Linked DNA regions of Mus musculus: all the other regions are linked to region 2. The links are chromatin contacts, called in public HiCAR-type, HiChIP or PLAC-seq and promoter capture Hi-C maps. All regions are on one chromosome and are shown on one strand. Each heading gives the region's core, a stretch centred on a gene start, on an enhancer-like site or on the middle of the called end of the contact. The rest is flanking DNA. Distances are from core to core; before and after follow the strand shown. Region 1 holds the start of Papolg (poly(A) polymerase gamma). Region 2 holds the start of Commd1 (COMM domain containing 1). Region 3 overlaps Rel (reticuloendotheliosis oncogene). Region 4 overlaps Ehbp1 (EH domain binding protein 1).

Region 1 (3,003 bases), core at 324-2,823, 910 kb after region 2:
TTCAAGTTCTATCTATCTATCTGTCTGTCTGTCTGTCTGTCTATGAGAGATAAGGTTGTCTGAGCAAGATTAGTGTGTGATTAATACATGGCACAGACAGATTTTCATAAAATCAAACCAAACAGGAACTCTAAGAAGTAGGTCTCAAAAAGTGTTATGAATTTCACTTACAAGGAAAAAAAAAAAAAACCTTACAGAAATGTTACTGAAGGTACAAAGATAGGTAAATAGAATTCTCACTGACATTCTATAAAAAACTTTTAAATAGCTCAAAATAGTCACTAAAAGTACTACACTGGGCTATGTTTATAAACGGAATACATTAGTTAATAAAAAATAACTAATAATGAAAATATTAACATAGCAAAAGGTCAGAGAGATCATGTTCTAAAGAACCAGTCTACAGAGTAGTAACTGATAATAAATACCCTATAAACAGTTTAAAACAGGTACACAGTTTTTATGGATACAGGGATAGGTACTATCAACATTAAAAATGCAGTAACAAGAAACACCAAACTCAGTGCTCTGGGGCCTTGGAAGAGCGTCGTGAATGCAATCAGAGAAAGGATAGGCGAGTCTTCAGATGTATTGGAATGCTCGACTTCTTTTCAAGAAAGAAAGGTTAAAGAGCTAAGAACACACCCCATGTTAGTCTTAGGGAAAAATGGGTGGTGGCTACACAAATGGTGTTTTGTATTTCTGTGCATTTTTCTGTACGTTGAAATTATTTCCGGATAAAGTGAAAGGTAAGAAATTCTAATAAATTCTTGACAAGTACAGAAACTGCTTCCGACTTATCAAAGTGTGAGCAGGGGATAGATACAGCCCGGTAGATATTGTGGGTCGGTGGGAAGGAACGGGGTAGAGGGTTTAGCCTTTCTCATGGAGCAACCGCAAACCTAGGGGCTCCGCTAGGTCAGTCCCTCTCCGAAAGACCTGAAAGATAGCGGGTCCGGCCGGGAGGAGGGGAGGCAGGGGGATGGTATTTGCGCCAATGCAGACAGAATAGACGGGCTCAGACACGGCTGGGGCAGGAGAGTGACCGACCGTTTTTTCTCCTCAGCCACACGCGCCTTTCCCCCTCATCCTGGTCTGGGGGCGTCCTCAGAGGCGGGCGGCGGGGGGCTGACGGCGACTCCCGAATCCCCGCCGGGCGGCCAGGTGAGTCCCGGGTAGGGGAGATGCCCTTGCGGAGTGGAGGGCAGCGGAAAGCAGAGGTCCCGGCCGGCTGCGCAGGGTGCCAGGCGCAGGGGCTGGAAGCCGGGGCTGCCCACCTCAGCGCACCTCTCTCCACCTCGCCCTCAACCGCCGCCCCCACTTACGCAGACATCTCTTTCATCGCTTCCTGCGTCTCTCTCCAGCGAGTGTCTTTCGCTTTGGGGTCCTGTTCTTGCCCTCTCTTCCTTCCTCTGTCCAATTCCCTTCGCTCGCTTGTAGCTCGCTCACTTCCCCACTCTCTACAGCCGAGGCATTCAACCGAGTAGTGAAAACACCACAAAACCGGCTCTATTTATGACAATACAGCGCGGCCACCGCCAATATGGCGCTACTTCCCAGGCTGCCTCTCGCCTTCCGCGGCTCCGCCCTGCAGCCCTGGGCCCGCCCTCGGGCACACCCCCACCCAGCCTTGAGTTCCCGGGACCCGCCCACCTCAGCGGACTTGCAGCAAAAGCATCTGTCAGAGTGTCAGGTCTCCCTGGTCTGTGGGATTGTCAATTCAGGCAAACCTCTGGGAAGGTTATTTGTCAATTTCCCCTTGTTTCTGCAATAAAAGCATCTAGAAAAAAAACCACCGCTTTCCCTAACACCATTTTAACTCTTCCGTTATCCCACATCTTAAAGTCATAGACTTAATAAGTACACATTGAGAAGATTTTTGTCACCGAGGGTCACACCCAAGAAGGTGCGACTTTAACACAACCAATCCAGGGAAGAAAGCTTATAAATAAATCAGCTTAACTTGTATTCTTTTCCCTCGGAGTACCACCTCCAAGTCCCAATTTATGACTTTGTGGCATTTAGCTGAGATGTTGAACATAATTGCTACTAGTTAGCCGTAAGATAAACCCAAGGATTTCCACCGCTCTGCCCCCAAACCTCACATTTTCAAATAGTGAAAATCATGTTCTGTGTGATTATGACGGTGAAAATGAGGGAGAAAATGACCAATGTTTAAATGTTAAAGGATAAAAGTAATTTCAAACCCTGTCTTTTTCTCCCAAGAGTCAAGCACGGTTGTTTGGGGAATGAGACTCAGTCACGGGAAAGGAGGTTACTTTCTGAATTATTCATTTATTCACTCAAAGTATTTATTGAAAATCTGGTCTGTCAGTTTGTTTATGCTCCATGTTTGATGCATAAAAGCAGGTCTGTGGTTTGACCTGAGCAAGTTCAGAGTTTTCCCATCAAAAGGTGGAGAAAAACTTCAAATATGAGTGATATTCTGCTGCTGCAGAAGTATGTATTACACACTGTAGGAACTAGATTCGTATCCTCAAGAGTTTATTGCGAGTGGATGAGAAAATATATATATACACTATTTAAATACAGATGGGGTCCAGTTGTCATTGGGGGACCAAAAGAGGACCATCTAAACATGGAGGAAAGTCACTAATAGCTTCCTAAAAGAGAGGATTCTGTATATTAGCAGGATTTGGGAGTACAGATTTTGGTAGGTTATGAGAAGACAAAATGGAGCTCAGGAGGTCGCTAGACTGGGATTTGATTCGAAGCAGACCCACCTTTGTTATTTGCTAGCTTTGTGACTTCTAGAACTTTAAAATAAAGTTTACGTTAACCTTGAACTTTTTCTTTAAGAAAAAAATGTAAAGTACACTTACTTTAGCCTGCAGGGAGTCAGAGGATGACTTCTAGAGTCTGTTCTGTTCTCCCTTTTCACCATTTCAGTCGCTGGGATCAAAATTGATTCCTCAGACTTGGCAGCAAACAGCTTTATCCACTGAGCCTTATTCACAGTCCCAATTTTAAACGTTAAAAATA
Region 2 (2,871 bases), core at 210-2,709:
AATTACATAAATGATAGATACCTTGAATACACTTTAGTTATAACAGCTTACCCAAGGGGAAAAAAAAAAAAAAGTCACAGGAACCAGCTGCCAGCTGGGCAGATAGCTCAATTAGGGCCTGGTTCTGATTCTCCAGCACCCATGAAAAGGCTGGGCATGGTCCCCTATTTCTGTAACCCAAGCTCTGGGAGAGCAAATACAAGCAGATCTCTTGAGTTCTTGGCTGCTCTAGCCAGTCAGTGAGACTGGATTCCAGGTACAGTGAGAGAGAGACTCTGTCTGGAAAGATAGGTAGAGAGTGATAGTGCAAGGTATCCCCCCACACGCCACCCCCCACACAGAGTGAGATAGTGCAAGGTACCCCACCCCATGCCACCCACACACACAGAGGTCACAGCAGGAGATGGTGGTAGCTGCTTGAAATTCTAACACTTGGGAAGTGGAAGGTGGATCAACTACACGTGAGTTCAAGGCTAGTCTGGGCTACAAGAGATCCTATCTCAAACCCCAGGTGGAATGGGGGACTGGAGAGACTGCTTAGAAGAGCCCTAATAATGCTCTTGAGGAAGACCCGGGTTTCCAGCACCCATGTGGTGGCCTATAACCGTTCCAACCACCAGTGCACATGCAGGCACCGCACCCATACACATAAAATAAAAATAAATCTTTTTAGTTAATTTCACCTGTTATGTTGCCCTCTAATAGTTTTCATGAGACAGTCTGATGTATACTTCGTTCCATTTGGAAATCATAGAGTCGACTGCTTTAATGGTGTTTACTCCAGTTAATCAATCCTTTATCTCACCAACCACCTCATGCTAACGCTCCCCAACTTCCACAACCCAGGAAAGCTGGCAAGCACGCTCTCGCTCTCTTTAAACAAGGGTCTCACCACATTGCCCTGACTGCCCTGGAACTCTGTGCAACAGGCTGGCCTCGAACTCACACAACTCTCTGCCAGCCTCTGCCTCTCCAAGTGCACAGATTAAAGGAGTGCACTACAACGCCCGGTGCAACATCAAAGTCCGAGGCGAAAAAAACTCGAAACTTATCTATACTACAGACACAGAAAGTCTTGAGGGAGAGAAAAAAAAATCAATGTTTTCACCGTTATGTGTCCCTAAAACAAGGGCGCAACAGAGCGACCTCCACGGCTCAGGAGGGTCGCTGAGCGCCCAAAGACAGCAGCACCCGAGGCTGGGGGCGGGCCTGAGGCTGCGAGGAGGGCAGGGCTGCTCGGCGGAACCACCGTACCTTGAGAAGTCCTCTCATCTTCGCCAGGAAGGGGCGGAACTCCTCCGGTGGCACTTCCGGATAGAGTTGGCTGTGCAGCAGCTCCTCCGTGACACCCGAGTGTCCGTGAAAGGCGTTCTGCGCTAGGCCGCTCAGCAGCCCGCTCAGGGACTTGCCACCCTCCAGATCGCCCGCCATGGCTAAGGAGGGCCTGCCGCCCAGCGGCTGAGCTCCGGTCCGCTACGGGGGCCGAGAAGGGCCATAAAAGCTGGCAAAGGCAGCCACGGAACGCGATGCCGGGTTCCTCCACTAGTCGATATAAACAGTTCTCTCGTTTGCTCTGCCACACACATCCACTACTTCCACCACAGCCAAATCCACTCAGTTTCCTTTAGAGTCACTGTGTTTTTGTTGTTTCCTTCTTCACTCCGATGTGCAAATGCGCACTCAAAGGAACGATCGCTGGCTGGAGATACCTAACTGTAACTCCGTAAGAATGCCACCTTAATTCTTCGATGGCTGTATCTCATTCTACAGCTTGCAATTAAATGAGCAGTGCCTACTACTCAGTTCTAAGCTCTATAATCTTTTCCCCACGCCCCCCAAATGTAGCTACTTCATGAGGACATGATCTCTTTGCTTGCATTAATTCCTTTGTGTATACCCGTACGTTGTCTTTCTAGCCATTATCAGTAGTCTGGTCTCCATTTCTATAACCACTATTTTTCAAAGCCTTATTTTCATTCTTAAAGTGGAATCGCATTAGTAAATACTTATCTACATAATTACCCAAAAAAAAACCCTTACTTATATTCAGCTATAATAAGCGTGTAGCATGATACTATAATATAGGTGAACCTTTAAAATGTGCTAAATGAGGGCTGGACAGATTCAATGGTTAAGAATGTATACTATTCCTGTAGCGGACCAAAGTTCAGTTTCCAGCACTCGCTTTAGGCGACTTACAACCTCCTGTAACTCCAACCTCAGAAATTGAAAGCTTCCACCAGCAATGTACTCATGTGCACAGACAGGCCTACATAATTAAAAAGAAAAAAAGAAAAAAAATGCGTGAAACGAATGAAGCCAGACATGAAAGACAACTGGACAATCTTATTTACTGCTAAATTAAGCAAATCCATACAAAAATCCAGTTGTCAAGGACTGAAGGAGGGAAGAATAGGAAATGACATAATGGGTACAAAGTCTGTTTTCAGATGATGAAAATGCCTATGAGCAGCCACTGGTGATAACTACACGGCTTTGTCCTTTACCAAAGCACAGTGAATTGTATACACTAAAAGACAGTTTTGCAATATGTAAATTAGCTCCCAATTGGAAAAATTAGTATAAGCTAATTGTAATTTAAAATAAAAACCCGGGCATAGTGGCACACACCTTTAATCCCTGCACTCAGGAGGCAGAGGCAGGCAGTTTTCTGAGTTCGAGGCCAGCCTGGTCTACAAGGTGAGTTCCAGGACAGCCAGGGCTATACAGAGAAACCCTGTCTCAAAAAGACCAAAATAAATAAATAAAAATAGCATACTGGGTTTTAATCCCTGAACTTGGGAGGCAGAGGCATTCTCTGAGTGTGAGGCCAGCCTGGATTACACAGAGAAACCTTGTCTTGAAAAACCA
Region 3 (3,148 bases), core at 510-3,009, 760 kb after region 2:
CAGCAAAACTGTAACAAGCATTTTTAGAAAATGGTCTATTTATTACATCAACAAAAATCACAGTATACAAAGATATTACAAAAGTAACACAATATGCTATATAATAAAAGGCATCTTGACATTAAAAAAATATTTCATCTTGATACAAAGCTTAACTTCTTAAGTACCAGTATCTTGAGAACTTAAAAAAAAATAATTTCATCAGAGCCTTGAAATTCATTCATCATCAAGCATATAAAATCAGTTTGAAATGCAGACAACTTAGTGGTAGAGAGCTAACACCAACCATAACTTGTATGAGACCCTGGGTTCAATCCCAGCATGATGCTCCCCTCCTCTCTGAAATCTAAATATTTTACATTAGGTGAGGTGTGGTGACATATGCCTACAATCCTAGTACTCAGAAGGGAGAGGCAGGTCAATATTCAATTTAAGGTCAAAACAACAGCAAAGATTCCCCTGTTTTGTAGGGGTCTATTAACCATAGCCAATAGTGTTTTAAAGTTCTCTGGTGACTGACTAGCTGAGGTCTCCCTCAAGCATCCCTCCTGCCTCATCCTTCCAAGTATTGGAGCTACAGGATATATCACTATGGCTGCTTCACTAAGAGCAGTGAAGTCATAGTTATCCCAAGATGCCTCAGCCTTACTTTACTCCAGCTCATGAGAAGTTACATTTTGGCTAAAGAAGCTTAGAAAAAAATTACCATAGGTAAATTTGGTATTTTACCAAAAATTATAAAGCTGCTAAAAACTCAATTTGTTGAGGAGTCAACATTTCTTTTTATTTTGTTTGTGATTCTTTTGTTGTTGTATTGGTTTGTTTTTGGGTTTGTTGTTTTTTGAGACAAGTTTTCTCTGTGTATCCCCATCTGGCCTGACACTTACTACAGAGTAAGTGTCCAGCCCAAACTAACAGAAATCTGCCTGCCTCTGCCCCCTGGGTGCTGGTTTTAAAGGAGTGTGTTAGTGCCACCTGGCTTGTTTGTGATTCTTTAAAGTTCTGAAAGCTAAAAAAAATAAATAAAGTCTGGGAGGCAGAAGCAGACTTCCATGAGTTCCAGGACAGCCAGGGCAACACGGAGAAACCCTGTTTGGGAAAAAAACCAAACCAAACCAAACCAAACCAAACCAAACCAAACCAAACCAAACCAAACCAAACCAAACCCAACCTCCCCAAAGCCAACCAAAAAGACAAAAGATGATGAGGACATGCGTGGGTTTCGGCCTTTCTACAGACATGAAAACAATCAGACCTGATCACTTTTGAGATTTGATCTCATCCACTGTTGACCTTGAGGTTTAAATTCTGCCATGATGTTCGGCTTAAATATTCAAGGGATGAAACTGGATAGACTTGGGTGGCACCTTCATGCCTATGGCCCACTGCTGGGCTTCCAAGAATAGCGTGGGCTTTCCATTCCTAGACACAAAAGCATTCTATCCTCTTCCGTGCACATCCAACCTCTGAACAGACCTGAAACCCTGCAGTGGCAACGTCACAGGAGTTAAAGTACTCCCAAAGACTCTCAACTTACACAAAGAAATCAAGTCACAAAATACCAAAAGTAAAGCCAGTAACTGACTTCCCTTGATAAGAAAGTGTCCTCGGAGAGAGCCAGGTCCATATGGGGCAACTTAAAGACGTTTGTCTAAAGAGAAACCTGCTTTTCTCATAGGTCTCCCAAAGTGTTTATCCACCCTGTGATTTTTCTCTCTGGGTATCAAGTGGTTAAGAATGTTTGGATAATAGACTAATCAGGGCCCATGAGAAACACAATCTTTAACTCGGTGTTTCTATTCAGACATTTCTTAGCACAAACCACACCCTAGGAAGTAGGAAGGCCAGGTTTTTAGTTCTTTGGAGTTAGGCACCGAGTCTTTAGCTGTACATGCTAGGTGCTCTATCACTGAACTATAGCTCAGGACGCCCTTTTTTCCACTTTATATTTTGAGATAGGAGCTCACAAAGTTGTTCCCTTGAAGTCACTCTGCAGACTGTGCAGGCCTTAAACTTGTGATTTTCTGCCTGAGTTTCTGAAGACCAGCAGGTCCATTTAGGCTAACTGACTAAAATCAGTCTCTCTTCTTTATCTTGTTGCATGCTGTCTGACAGCTTATGGTAAACTTTCAATATTCCAACTTATGATTAAAACTTGATATGGTACAATTAGACAACCTGGATCACCAATTTTAAGTCTCTCCACAAAAATATAGTTTTTCTGAGACTGTGGAAACACGACACAGCATAGTAAAACAAACTGACTTACTCTACACTAAGGTTTTCCAAATGGAGAACTAATTAGCAAAAGAAAAGGATAGGAAGTCAGCAGGCTCTCAAAAATCAGAACAGTGGTTTGGAGGTGCGGAGAACTTCTGGGGTCCCAAGCATAGTGGTTGCATTGTTTTAATATAATCAAAAATTCTTCAAATTATACCTTAAAGTTTGTCCATGTTTCTGTGGTTGACTATATATGTGATTCTTCATAAGAAAAGAAACATATCTTTGAGAACAAAAGTTGAATACCATTCCCCTCTTATTTTCTACATGGAACAGGGTACATTGTACAATATACAGTTACAAAAATGTTATGAATACAGGCTACTTACATGTCTATGCATGGTAAACTGTCAAGGGGTACCGCTGGGGTATGTAGGATATAACCTTCCATACAGAGGCAGGATTTCTACCTGATACTATACTGGTGGTACTACGATTTCCAAGAGAACAGCTTTGGGTATCAAAGAGCCTCAGGGTAGTTTTTATACTTTTGTTTTATAATTTTGTTGTTGTTGTTGCAATTCTGGGTATCAAACACAGGGCCATGCTCTACCATGAAGCATGTGCCAGTGTCTGTATAGTTTTTTGAAGGAGGAGGAAAGAGGAAGAAGAAGGAGGAGGGGGAAGAAGAGGAGGAGGAAGAGCAGCAGTCGACCAGAAGAGAAGTATGTCTCACAGGACAGGTTATCTTGGCATCATTACTTTTCCTGCAGGGTGAAGCACCTTTCCCATTAAAAACTATATCCTCAAATATGATTTTATAATTATCCCCCTTTTCTAATAAATAGCTACTATTTATACAGCACCAGTTAGGCCAGAGTGTACGTCAAATGCTAGAGTCCCAGAGATAAGTGAGAAGCACTTAACT
Region 4 (3,107 bases), core at 578-3,077, 780 kb before region 2:
GGATGATGGTTATGGCCTGGTAGCTTCAGCGGCAGCTTCAGAGTCCATGGCCACTGCCTTCTGTGTTTTTAAAGATAGCTCCAAATTTCTAAGACACAAAGCAGATATGGGCTTTAACACTTCTTGGGGCAATTCTTATTTTGTTTTTAGAAGTACTTTGTCTTATTTTAAAAGGTTAAAAAAAAATACCCTACACATGAAAATATAGAAAAAGGGAATGTTCTGTGGTCAAGTAACTTCAATGGCAAAACAGTAACCATTTTTACTGAATAAATATTAATAATTTAATGATAGCTTAGAAACAGTGACATATAGGAAACAGTATTTTTTTAACATTTAAAATCAGGAATGATATTGATCCGTTTGAAAAATAACACAGTGACACGAAAATAAATATTTCACAAAGAGAAACTTATCAGTATACTGTTTATTATATTCTGAAAAAGAGTGAAACCTTCAACTCCGGTAAGACTGACTGGAGACTAAAGTCAACACACAAGCGTGCTTATTTTTTAGTTGACTGGGCAGAAAACAGGAAATTCTACACTAAGGAGAAGTCAGTTCATCAGGGCACAGTTGGGCAGCCTCAGAAGGCCAAGCCTTTCGACAGTCTTGGAATACCTCCTAGTTACAGATTTTTATGACCCACAGTCTAATATGCCTGCTGTGTAATTGGGCATTCCAACCTAACTACAGATACACGACTTTCCAGAGTGACAGAAGTTAACAAACCTAATTCATAAAATGCTGAGAAGACAGACTTAGGTTTAGACAGTCACACAGTTTCATGATTATTTCCAGGCAGGGCCCCAAACAAGCTGTTTAAAATGGACTAAAATCAGTACAGGAATCTCTGAAGTAATTGATATATTCTAGTAAACGGTTCATTCTAAAATTAAATGCCGAGTTCCATTTTTATCCTGATTACCATTTTAAATTGAGATTATCTCCTAGGAAAAGATGGCTGGAGGGATGGGTTGTCTTGAAGCGGTATGGCGAGAACAGAGGGGGCAGGCCCAGAGGAGCCAAGAAGGGGCAGAAGGGCAGAGAAGACAACTGTAACACAACTCATCTCTGTTACGTTGCTTTTAATAGTCTTTTAAAGAAAGGGTAAATTTGTTTGCACAGAAAATCAAGACTGCTCTATTTGCCTATTCTTTCAGCTTTTTAAAGTCAAAATTCTTATTCCTACCCATAAAAGAAGGGTAGGAAGCCTAGTTTTTATCAAAGACCACTGACCCACAGTAGAAAAACCAAACAAGGGAAAACCAGAAGGAATTACTTGAGCCTATAAAGATTTGTTTTTCTTGATGTTTGTCTTCTCACAGGGCCCTTAGATAGTCCAGGCTGGTTTCAAAGTCACAAACCTAGCCCCGGCCCTCCCAGGAGCTAGGGCTATCAGTATGTGCCAGAATATCCGGCCAACGCATATTTTTATTTTTCTGTGAATTTTCTACATCTTTAAGAAGAAAATATAATGTTTGCCTAGGCTGACTCTATATTAATACAAACTCTAATAACAAAGAAGCCTCAAAATATACATATAAAGTAGATTTGAGTATGAGGACTGTGGAGAAGTCGGAGAGTGGGTGTGGAGAGTGAGTGCGGGATCATAGGAGAGGCTGAGCTTGGAGCAGCAGTGAGCCTGGTGGCAACCAGTGTTGAACCCTGGAGGAGTCGGAGGAAGGAAGACGGTGGGGTGAAGAAATCATCAGAGAACACCTCCTTGTGACCTATTTTTATTTTTGAAATGCTTCCAGGCAGGCATGTGAAACCTGAACCAGAAATGCAGTAACTGTTATGTGAGGTTACCAACTCACTAAATAGGCGTCCTTCAGAGCTACAACGGAGGAGAAGAGAACTGGAACTGGGATGAAAAGCTACACCTCTATGATGTGGAGCTGGAGCTGGAAGGAAGGGAGGAGGCAGGAGAATGCCACTTTTATTTAAAGTTCTTCCAAGTTTTGACTTGTTGCCATTTGTGTGCAGCAGTGAAAATAAAGACCTAACCTTCCTTTATGTTCACAAATGACAAGAGACCCACGGGGAGGTGAAGTCTCTCTTCAGGAGAAGAGAAAGAACGGTGCTCTCTTGCGCTCTCTCTCTCTCTCTCTCCCTCTCTCTCTCTCTCTCTTTCTAATTCCATCAAAAGGTTCTTGTCAAAAACAGATTTGATTTTCTTCTCTGTGTACCCACGTTAGTTACGGATGATTAATAAAGCGTTCATTCTTCTGTTTGCTTTGGCAGAGAAGTGACTAGGGTTGTGTTAGCATTAAGGAAATATTTCACTTTATGAAGAAAAGATATGAAGTGTTGCTTATTTAAATACACATATGTTTAAAAAAGAATTTGTTCATGTTTAGGCTCAAAACAATAAAAAAAAGTTTCAGTGGAAAGTAAAGAGTTTATTCAACTTAGAAACTTTGAAAATATTATACTTATCCAAAATGGGCTTTTTGGATTTATCTATTTTGATGGGATGGCAAGCTAAATTTTGGTAGGATGAAAAAGAGCGTTAAAAAAAAACTTCATATTAAATACAGCAAAAGTAATCATAATTTTAAAATAATTAAATACACAAAGACATTAAAAATAAAATCCTATAGTATAAAAAGTAATCATATTACAAGAAGAGCTCTCCCAAGCTCAGGGTATCTAAACCCCAGACTGCACCAGACACTGAGAATACACATTTATAAATCAGCACCCTCCTGGATGTGTGCTACTATACCTCAGTCACAAAGAAATGCCAGTGCTATCTATCCTTTCATGCTTGTTATAAAGTCATTTTATAAATTAAATTACTTTGCCTGTCCATCAAGAAATAGTAGTTAAGGCAATTTAGATTCTTGCAATTCCTGCTTGATTTAAAAGTTAAAATCAGTCAAAACCAATAATCTGATTGAAGCTACCCTCTGACTGACTTGAGGTTTTCAGTCATCAGGTCCACCAACACAGAGACAAACAAGGATGTGTAGGGGAGAAATGCTGTAAATAATCTAGGAAGCACCAACTACAGAGCAGAGAAGACAGCTCGGGTCTCAAGTCAGTTCTCTGATCTCCATTTTACCCCTCAGTCGCTAATGAAAGCAACTTACAAAGAGAAT

Evidence for each region. HiCAR-type assays count read pairs that join an accessible place to other places. HiChIP or PLAC-seq counts read pairs in DNA pulled down with a chosen protein or histone mark. Capture Hi-C pulls out chosen DNA fragments and counts their contacts.
Region 1: a promoter capture Hi-C map of adipose tissue shows a contact between it and region 2. The contact joins the promoter of Papolg here to the promoter of Commd1 in region 2. A contact is called at or near these places in 1 of 39 promoter capture datasets (liver), 2 of 115 datasets of contacts at active chromatin or transcription factors (astrocytes and fetal liver) and 1 of 9 other capture datasets (adipose tissue).
Region 3: an H3K27ac HiChIP or PLAC-seq map of extraembryonic endoderm stem cells shows a contact between it and region 2, with 3 times the contacts expected there. The contact joins the enhancer-like site here to the promoter of Commd1 in region 2. A contact is called at or near these places in 8 of 39 promoter capture datasets (the 3T3-L1 cell line, the C10 cell line, the HPC-7 cell line and 5 more), 1 of 484 Hi-C or Micro-C datasets (LSK cells), 1 of 115 datasets of contacts at active chromatin or transcription factors (extraembryonic endoderm stem cells) and 1 of 9 other capture datasets (pancreatic islet).
Region 4: a HiCAR-type map of kidney shows a contact between it and region 2, with 5 times the contacts expected there. The contact joins the enhancer-like site here to the promoter of Commd1 in region 2. A contact is called at or near these places in 9 of 39 promoter capture datasets (the 3T3-L1 cell line, 3T3-L1-derived adipocytes, cranial neural crest and 5 more) and 4 of 115 datasets of contacts at active chromatin or transcription factors (bone marrow-derived macrophages, kidney, large pre-B cells and 1 more).

What each region holds. Positions count from the first base shown.
Region 1 is chr11:23,893,697-23,896,699 of GRCm38.p6, forward strand. It overlaps Papolg (poly(A) polymerase gamma), which reads right to left and starts at 1,574. Exons shown (of 22, transcript NM_172555.2): 1 at 1,326-1,574. The coding sequence starts at 1,342. Gm12061 (a long non-coding RNA gene) reads left to right here and starts at 556. Exons shown (of 4, transcript XR_872317.3): 1 at 556-749; 2 at 1,067-1,164.
Region 2 is chr11:22,980,825-22,983,695 of GRCm38.p6, forward strand. It overlaps Commd1 (COMM domain containing 1), which reads right to left and starts at 1,460. Exons shown (of 3, transcript NM_144514.2): 1 at 1,255-1,460. The coding sequence starts at 1,431.
Region 3 is chr11:23,736,827-23,739,974 of GRCm38.p6, forward strand. It overlaps Rel (reticuloendotheliosis oncogene), which reads right to left. Exons shown (of 10, transcript NM_009044.3): 10 at 21-3,148. Among named protein-coding and RNA genes, the nearest start is that of Rel, 33 kb to the right of the region's middle. Within about 2 kb of position 1,760, at least 1 of the 459 cell types and tissues checked has an H3K27ac peak or open chromatin away from gene starts, as enhancers often do. A contact at or near this core is called in extraembryonic endoderm stem cells, where this site is marked.
Region 4 is chr11:22,196,389-22,199,495 of GRCm38.p6, forward strand. The region is part of intron 5 of Ehbp1 (EH domain binding protein 1); the gene reads right to left. Among named protein-coding and RNA genes, the nearest start is that of Ehbp1, 89 kb to the right of the region's middle. Within about 2 kb of position 1,828, at least 12 of the 459 cell types and tissues checked have an H3K27ac peak or open chromatin away from gene starts, as enhancers often do. A contact at or near this core is called in kidney, where this site is marked.